2 separate regions of the Sus scrofa genome follow, and region 2 is linked to region 1. The links are chromatin contacts, called in public Hi-C maps. All regions are on one chromosome and are shown on one strand. Each heading gives the region's core, a stretch centred on a gene start, on an enhancer-like site or on the middle of the called end of the contact. The rest is flanking DNA. Distances are from core to core; before and after follow the strand shown.

The links. Hi-C and Micro-C count contacts between places; a contact is called where the count stands out from the background.
Region 2: a Hi-C map of liver shows a contact between it and region 1, with 1.9 times the contacts expected there. The contact joins the promoter of ELOVL2 here to the enhancer-like site in region 1. A contact is called at or near these places in 6 of 47 Hi-C or Micro-C datasets (brain, fetal liver, liver and 1 more).

Annotation. Positions count from the first base shown.
Region 1 is chr7:7,685,798-7,689,950 of Sscrofa11.1, forward strand. It overlaps ELOVL2 (elongation of very long chain fatty acids protein 2), which reads right to left. Exons shown (of 8, transcript XM_021100180.1): 2 at 3,406-3,469. Among named protein-coding and RNA genes, the nearest start is that of ELOVL2, 44 kb to the right of the region's middle. Within about 2 kb of position 1,779, at least 3 of the 83 cell types and tissues checked have an H3K27ac peak or open chromatin away from gene starts, as enhancers often do. A contact at or near this core is called in fetal liver and liver, where this site is marked.
Region 2 is chr7:7,730,561-7,734,713 of Sscrofa11.1, forward strand. ELOVL2 (elongation of very long chain fatty acids protein 2) reads right to left here and starts at 1,793. Exons shown (of 8, transcript XM_021100180.1): 1 at 1,624-1,793. The coding sequence starts at 1,626.

The DNA.
Region 1 (4,153 bases), core at 529-3,028:
GTCCGCTTTGCCCATTTGTGACGGAGATGAAAAGGTAAGAAAGGGGCATCTGTGCCACCCACCCACGACATTACCCTTCGCACAACTGCTCATCATTATCTGCCACAAAAGGTTGTGCCGAGTGAAAAGACTCTGAAAGGGGATGGATTTGTGTATGTGCATGGCTGACTCACTTCGCTGCACAGCAGGAATTATCACAACCTTGCCAACCAGCTCTACTTCAATAAAACCTCAGGAAATAAATAAAGCTCCGTTCAAAAAAAAAAAAAGAAAAGGTTGTGTGCAACGTGCCCCTTCCTCGCATTCCCCTCTAAGCCGACGGATCCTCTTGTGCCAGGTCAAGGCCCGGCCCCGTGAAGGGAGCCACCTGCCACTGCTCTTTCGTAATGACAGCTCCCCGTGTGCATAACAACGCAATTACCATTTCACAATTTACATTATTCTCATGGCTGCAATACCACCGTAATGAACATTTACTGAGCACTGATTTTGTGCCACCCATTGTTACAAAGGTTTGTGCGTGTATTAACTTACTTAAAATTCTCAATCTAATTCTATAGAGATTTTTTTTTTTTTTTTGGTCTTTTTGCCTTTTCTAGGTCCGCTCCCGTGGCATATGAAGGTTCCCAGGCTAGGGGTCTCCTCGGAGCTGTAGCCGGCGGCCTACACCACAGCCACAGCAACGCCATATCTGAACTGCATCTGCAACCTATACCACAGCTTACGGCAACGCCGGATCCTTAACCCACTGAGCAAGGCCAGGGATTGAACCCACAACCTCATGGTTCTTAGTTGGATTCATTAACCACTGAGCCACGACGAGAACACCTGATATTATTTTTAACAACTTTATGAAGCTGTAACTGATACATAAAATCCTGCCCATACTTAATGTGTACAATCTGATGAGTCTGGACACATGCAATCATCCATGATGCTACCGCCAGTCAAGGTCAAAGACAAATCCATCCTACAGGTGGTATTCTCCCGCTAGTGACTGAGAAAAACTGTGTAAAAAGAGAAATAACTGGCTCTCAATGGCTACCCTACCTCTTGTGACGGTGTTAGGGGTTGAACTGTGAGCTACCCCCCCCCCCAAAAAGATGTGCTCAACTCCCAACTCCCGGTATGTGTGAATTTAACCTTATTTGGAAATCAGGTCTTTGAGGATGTAAACAAATTAAGATGAGGTGGGCCCTGGGTGGCAATCGATGTCCTTATAAGAAGGGGTTAAAATGGAGTTCCCATTGCGGCTCAGCAGATTAAGAACCCAACATAACATCCATGAGGATGCGGGTTTGATCCTCGGCCCCACTCAGTGGGTTAAGGATCCCACATTGCCATGAGCTGTGGTGTAGCTTTTGCAGATATAGCTCTGATTTGACCCCCAGCCTGGGCATTTCCATATGCCGCAGGTGTGGTGCTAAAAAGACAAAAAAAAAAAAAAAAAAAAAAAAGCTGGGAACAAGTATTTGTAATATCATCTTTGAGACTTGAGAAGTTAGCTCTGCGTCTGAGTCACGTGCGTGCCCACAACAATCTCTCCTGATGGTACCAACGTGGCGTAGATAAAGTCACCACAGGCTTGGGGACACCTCTAAGTTTAGCAGGTGGCCTGCCAGACAACTTACACATGCACCATTTTCTCAGAGGGGAAGAGGATGCCTCACGGCCTGGAGGCCAGACACCCTGCCACCGGGGAGGTCACCTGACCCGGCCGTGACTGTCCACCTCACAGGCTGCCTGCTACAAAGGAAACTCCCATAAAAGTGACCAAAGCTGAGCAAACAACTGCAACCCTATCCTTAACTAATCCCCAATCCGTGTAATTCCAGGTCACAGTGATTGTACTGACAGCAAAGTTCTGTGTGACCTTGGCTCGGAGCACTGCGGGTTAACTTTCTGGTGGAAAGGTCAAGTTGAAAGCCAGTCACCCAGAAGCCCAGTGCCCTCCATGCTACCCACTAAGGCTCAGGCAGAGAACACGTCGGATACAGCAGGTGGCGAGCTCCGGGCATCCCACGCTGCCTGCCCCGCAGGGTGATCACAGAGATACAATGGGAAACAGAGCAAAAGCCAAAGGCAGTGTGAACACTCGTATTTGCAAAGCTCTTGTACAACCTCGGAGTGTCATTCCGCTAAGGCTCTACAGTCACTCACTCACTGGGACAGGCGACGAGCCTTGCAGAAACTGGGGCGTGGTCTAAATCCCCTCCGTGTTCTGTTTCAAGATTCTGAGAAACAGGAAAACCTCATCCCCCCCCCCCGACACACACACACACAATGACGGTGAGGAGACAACGGGGGATTTTCCAGCTCTGCGACCCAGCAAGGCGCGAGGAAACCACACACGCTGTTGAGAATGTATATTCACTTGTTTGCAAAACAGATGGCGCCTCAGAGGTTCCTAGGACTGTAACACGCCCTGGAGAGAGCAGTCCTGGCTGCCACCCTCCCGGGAGAAAAAGCTATTAATAAAGTGAGCGAAGGAAACAGACAGAGGCTGAGAGAGAGCGAGGCGAGGCTGGCTTTAGCGGGCAGGGCTCTGCCGGCCGGTCAGGGACAGCTCATCTGCGAGGGTGACATCCAGCCGACACCTGCTGTATGAGAAGGAGATGACAGGGTCGAGGGAGGGGGTGGGACCCGGTGGGGACGGAAGAGCACGGGAAAGACTTTTACAGATTCGAGGAAGCCCAAGGTGTCCGGAGAGCGAGGAGAGGGGCGCTGGCCGTCAGAGAGGCAGCCGGGGCTGGACCACGCCGGGGTGCGTGGTCTGCGCTGCGGCACTTGGCTTAGATCCTGAGGACACGGGGAAGACACGGGGTTTTTTCTGGCTGCGCCCGTGGCCTGCAGAAGCTCCCAAGCCAGGGATCGAACCAGCGCCACAGTAGTGACAATGCTGGATCCTTAACCCCCTGAGCCACCGGGGAACTTGACACTGCTGAGCTTTAAGCTAAAGGACCACATAATGGGATGTAGGCTTTTATCATATTATTCCAGCTGACATTTAATAAATGACGAGAAAGAAGCAGACAAGGTGGACGGAGGCCCTGCTGAGGTCAGAGTGACGGGGGAGGGAGGAACGGCTGGGAGCAGAGGACGCCCTCAGAGGGACTCTACTGCCGTAGGGACGGGCAGAAGGAGCGGGAGGTGAGGAGTGGGGGACTGGGTGGGGCTGGGGAGGAAAAGAAGCAGCAGGCCTATCAGGTGCCAGAGGCAGGAACTCGCCACACGCGCTGCTCCTGTTCCCGCTCCCCCCGCAGCCTCTGCGCGTTCTGGGAGGCGGAGGTTGAGGGTGGGGGGCAGGCCAGGACCCCAGACACATGGTCAGGACCCCAGACACGGCCGACCCCCCTCTCACTAAACCGTGCGCCTCCACATTCAGTTCTCAAGCAGCTCACTCACCCCGAGGTCCAAACATATTGTCCAAAAAAGCATTGATTTCATCATCAAAGGCCTTTAGATGCTCCTGAAAAGACAAAGGAAAAGTGATTTAACTGGGGTTCTTTTGACTCTCTCAAAACAAGTCGGTGACGATACATGGCTGACGGACCTTCCAAAGGTCCTGGCCCTGACGACCTTTGCCCGCAGAGACTTAAGGACGGTCAACCAGCACATGCAGCCTCATCCGTCACTAGCCTGGAAGGATCTGGAAGCAAATAATTCCTCTTTCATTTCCTTCGGCAGGAGGAGCCCCGGAAGACAGACTCGGTACCTTTAAACACTGAAGGGTTATGAACAGTCCCTTTCCCGCGAAACCGCTCAGAGACATAAGCTTTGCCACAAGCAACTTCTACGGCTGCCGCTGACAGGGTGGCGTGCAAACAACAGGGACAGTCTACACCTGCAGGACATGGCGTCATTACTGATGACAATTCGGCTCAACTGGACTTCAAAGAGCTGAAGGGAAAGCCATAAAGACTCGTTTTTCCAGCAGGGGGACAGCTCTCTCCATTACCTTTCTATTTTGTTTGCTTTCAAAACATTTTTCGCACACTAGCATCCACTCGCTATGACAGTAGAGTGTCCCTGGGGCACACCAGGTTAGGTCCCACTGCTATAACAGGATTCAGGTGGGGGGCAGAGAGCTTCCACTGAGAATCTTAAGGCAGATTGAACGGCCGGCTGCTGCCATTTGAGTTGGCTCCCCTCT
Region 2 (4,153 bases), core at 543-3,042, 45 kb after region 1:
AGTTTCGGAGATAGCCTTGGACTTGTTCCCTCACTCGTTACAATTCACAATCATTTGGAATAAAGGTTCAGGCTCTGAAGGACACAGGCAGTTAGCCTGAAAAATGCTGTGTCCGTCCACCCAGGTGTCAGAGAGTCAAGGACAGGAAGTGACAGACCCAGGCATCAGAGACGGCTACCAAACTGAATCCCTCCTAAGAGCATCCCTCCTCTCAGCTTCACCTGAGGTTCTCATTATCACAACTGTTAATTGGATAAATTACCCTGTAGTTGCACCGCTGTTTCTCATTTGCTGCTCTACTGAGGTTTTTTGTTTTTTTTTTAAACTATTGAGCACCTGCTATGTAAGAAATACAGCAGTGAACAAAACTGACAAACATGTCTGCGCTACCGAAACTTACATTATAGTGGGGAAATTTACATTCTGGTGGGGAAACTTACATATTCCTGGCGAGGAATATGTTCAGTAAGCTCAGTAAACTAACTAGTTAAATAATAAAGAAAAAAAATTAGGCAGACAAGGGTAATATGAACTAGGCTGGGCACAGAAGGAAACACGGGAATTTCAGGAAGAGTAGCCAGAGAAGGCATAATCAGGCAGAGAGCGGTGCTGAACGCGTGGAGAGGGTAAAATCTAGGACTGATTGGTGTCAGCTGGAGTCGGGAAAAGGCAGATTCGCATATTTTAACAAGCCCTTAAGTGGAGAGGAGACCATATGGGAGGGAGGAGAGAAGCAAAGATAGAATATGGACCACTGAGGACAAATGAGACTTCACGGTTTGCCTACCACTGATTGGTCCCTTGAGCTTGGCACACACTTTTTTTTTTTGTAGTCACAGAACCAAGCTCTGCTGCCAACACTCAAGCAGCTCATGGGAGACGGACACACGGGGACACACACACCCCCCTCTCTCTTTGGGAACAGAGCTTAATGCCCAGCAGAAAGCGTTATGAATTCAGAGCGGAGTCGGAGCCTGGGAAACCGGGAGAGAGCGGAGTTGCTGGAAAAAAACACAGCAGAGGCCGGCCCCTCCATCCCAGTACACAGATGGAAACCCACTCCCTGGCACCACTGTGCAGACCCGGGGCGCACAGACACACCCCCGGCATTGCAGCACAGGGGAGGCAGGAATTCAACCGTTAGAGCCCCACAGCCAGAATTTCCCGAGGCGGGGTCGGTCCCGCGCGAGGGGAGCGGGGGCGGCGGGGGGGAGCGAGTGCGGGGAACGCGGCTGCGGGAGGCAGGCGGGAGGGCGGCAATGGCCACGGCGGGAGGAGCGGGCGGTTTGGCGGGCATCCCGGTGCCGGCCGGCCTCGTGCATGCAACAGGGGGCTGGACGCGAGCCGGCGCCTCGAGGTGCCCGGCGGGACCGCCGACTCGGTCCAAGTGCCCGAGACCCGCGGGCGCCGGTCCTGCCCGAGAGCCCCGCGCCCAAACGTTCGCCGCCCCCTCCCCAGGCCCACGCGGCCCGGCCCGACCCGCCGGCAGCGACGGGTTCCAGCGGTCGAACCCGCAGCTCCCGCGCCGCCGCCCGCTCGGCCCCTTCCCGCCCGGCGCGTTGGTCGCGGAGAGAAAGAAAGAGCGAGCGGCGGCCGCGGTGGCAGCGCGCGGCCGCCACTCACCATGGTCCGCGGCGCGGAGACCTCGGCGGCCGGCGACGCGCTGTCCAGGGTAGCCGGCGTCCCTCTGCCCCGCGCTCCCGCCGCGCCCGCTCCTCTTACCCACACCCACGCCCGGCGCGCGCACGTCCGCCGCCCGCGCCTCCCCGCCCCCTCGAGCTCGCGCCGCTCCCGCGCGGCGCTCGGAGCCGCAGGGCCGTTTCGGGCGCCCGCGGCCCCCGCCCCCTCCCCTCGCCGGGGCGAGCGGGGCGGCGGGGGAGGGGCGCGCTGGGGAGGCGGCTGCCCCGGGCGGCCTCGCGCGACCCTCCCGGGCGCCTGGCTGCTCCCGCGGCGCCCCCTGCCGGGCGGGCGGCGATTTGCAGGCCCAGCCGGTGCCCGCGGCTCTCGGCCGCTCAACGTTCGAAGAGCCTGGGGGAGAACCCACCCATCACCGGCCTCTGTCCACCGCCTCCTCCGCGGAGCTGGGCGAGGAAGGAGCTGCCGAGCGCCAGGGCACTGCCCTCGTCTTAGCTGGTTCCGAAGTTTTCTAGAACCCATTAAAGGGAGACTGGCTCCTGCTGCTGCAGGTTGGTGGGGTGTGGTGTTAGATGCAGCGGTCAGCCCAGCTCCTTTGGGGATGAGGTTGGGAGTCGATGTCTGATCAAGAAATTCCTTTGCTCACACGACTCCACCTCCAGAGGATGATCTTATTCCTTGAGCTTCTCAGCTGAAGCCACCAATGGTTAGTTTAACACTTAACTGTCAACAGAAAGTAAGGGATCTTAGATCCTAGGTTTTTAATTTTTCAAAATTTTTTGTCACCTAAGTGAAAGATGTGAAAAAATAGATGTGTGTTACATGACCTTTCCTCTTTTTAAAGCACTAAGAATGTGTGCGGAAAGGAAATTCACCCAAATATTCATCAAATACTAGTTTTTTTTTTCCCCCACTGCCACCCCCCATAGCAGTGTTATGGAATGATTGTTATCTTTTCATAGTTTCCCTTCATTTTCCAGATTTCTTTACATGTTATATTTTGAAAGCTGTACAAATAGCATCCACATTCTTTGGATATTGAACTGTAAAAATACTGGATGTCAATTTTACTGTGTCATTAATCTGATATGGCAAAATGTGAATTCTCAATGTAGATGGTTATTCTCATACATTATTATATGTAAATTACACCTGAGGATTTAATCAACTACAGGGACCTGGGGCGCATCCGGTTGTTCTCAGGTGCAGACCAGGAATGCAAATTTTTAACAAGCATCACAAACGACGCTGATGCTGTCAGGTAGGCTGTGGACCAGGTTTTGAAAACCCAAGTCCATCATTAGAGAAAGCTTTAGTCTATTTTTCTAACAACATTAAGTGGAAAAAAGTGTGACCACCAGTTTCTAAGCATTCTGCTGTCTGCTTGCAGGGACTGTACCATTGATCCATTGGTGGCATCTACACCTTGCAAAGTATACCAAGTTAACACACGGAATTTTTTTTTTTTTCCTGCACCCACGGCATACAGAAGGTCCCAGGTCAGGGACTGAACCTGTGCCATAGCTGAGACACAAGCCATTGCACTAGATCCTTAACCCGCTTTGCCACCAGGGAACTCCACAGGTAGAACTCTTAAATTTTGACTTATCTTTATACTTCCCACTACCGTAATCATTATTTTATGTTTATCATCTAAAAACAACTATCAAACTAGAAGGCCTAAGAAGTCACTGATATGTTATCTATTTCTTAAAATATTATTTTATGGCTTGTCACTACAATAAAGGAACAAAGGAGACAGCAAGTAAAAAAAGGTTTTTCCCCCACTGATTAGTTCATTAAATGGAAAAAGGAAGTGGTTCTACCTGTATAAACACAGAAAACTGGGATAGTACTTTACCATTCATACCAACTAAAATATGAATTCCCAATTATTTATCAATACAAATCATTTAATAAGCCATCAACTTTCTGTTATGTCACCTTTTTATTATTTATTCTCTTGGATTACATATAATTTATTGTGACTTTAAATCAATCTGCTTTTCTCCAGAGTAACAATAGAAACAGCCTCTGGAAATCCCATTCTTGCCCTGGCCGGACACTCTGCCTTGTGTAAAGAGAGCTCTGTACCTACGTGTGCGGTCAGGCCACTCCAAAGGGTTGTTCTCTCGATCTCTGAACATCCCCTGCTGGACCGGGCCCTGCTTCACTCACAGGATTATCCAATCCTCTTAATTACAAGGCTTAATCAGTAACAGCCTATGTGCTTGCCCCCTGCTGGTTGCCCTGGTAACTGATGAGCCAACCTGACACCAATTCCCCCTGTAAAAGGTAGCCTCCTTCTCCCCTGAGTAGTAAAGACTGTTGCTGTGTTTGGCTTGTTGGCTCCTGTACATGGTGGGGTATTGCTTCAGGACCTTATGTGTCAGACTTCTAAGACTGCCTACCTGATAAGATGTCTTTGTTGCTGTTTCCCGGCATTTTTTTTTTTTTTTTTTTTTTTTTTTTTTGGTCTCGAAGCTGGGCAACTACAAGGCATGAAGGCTTGTGAGGT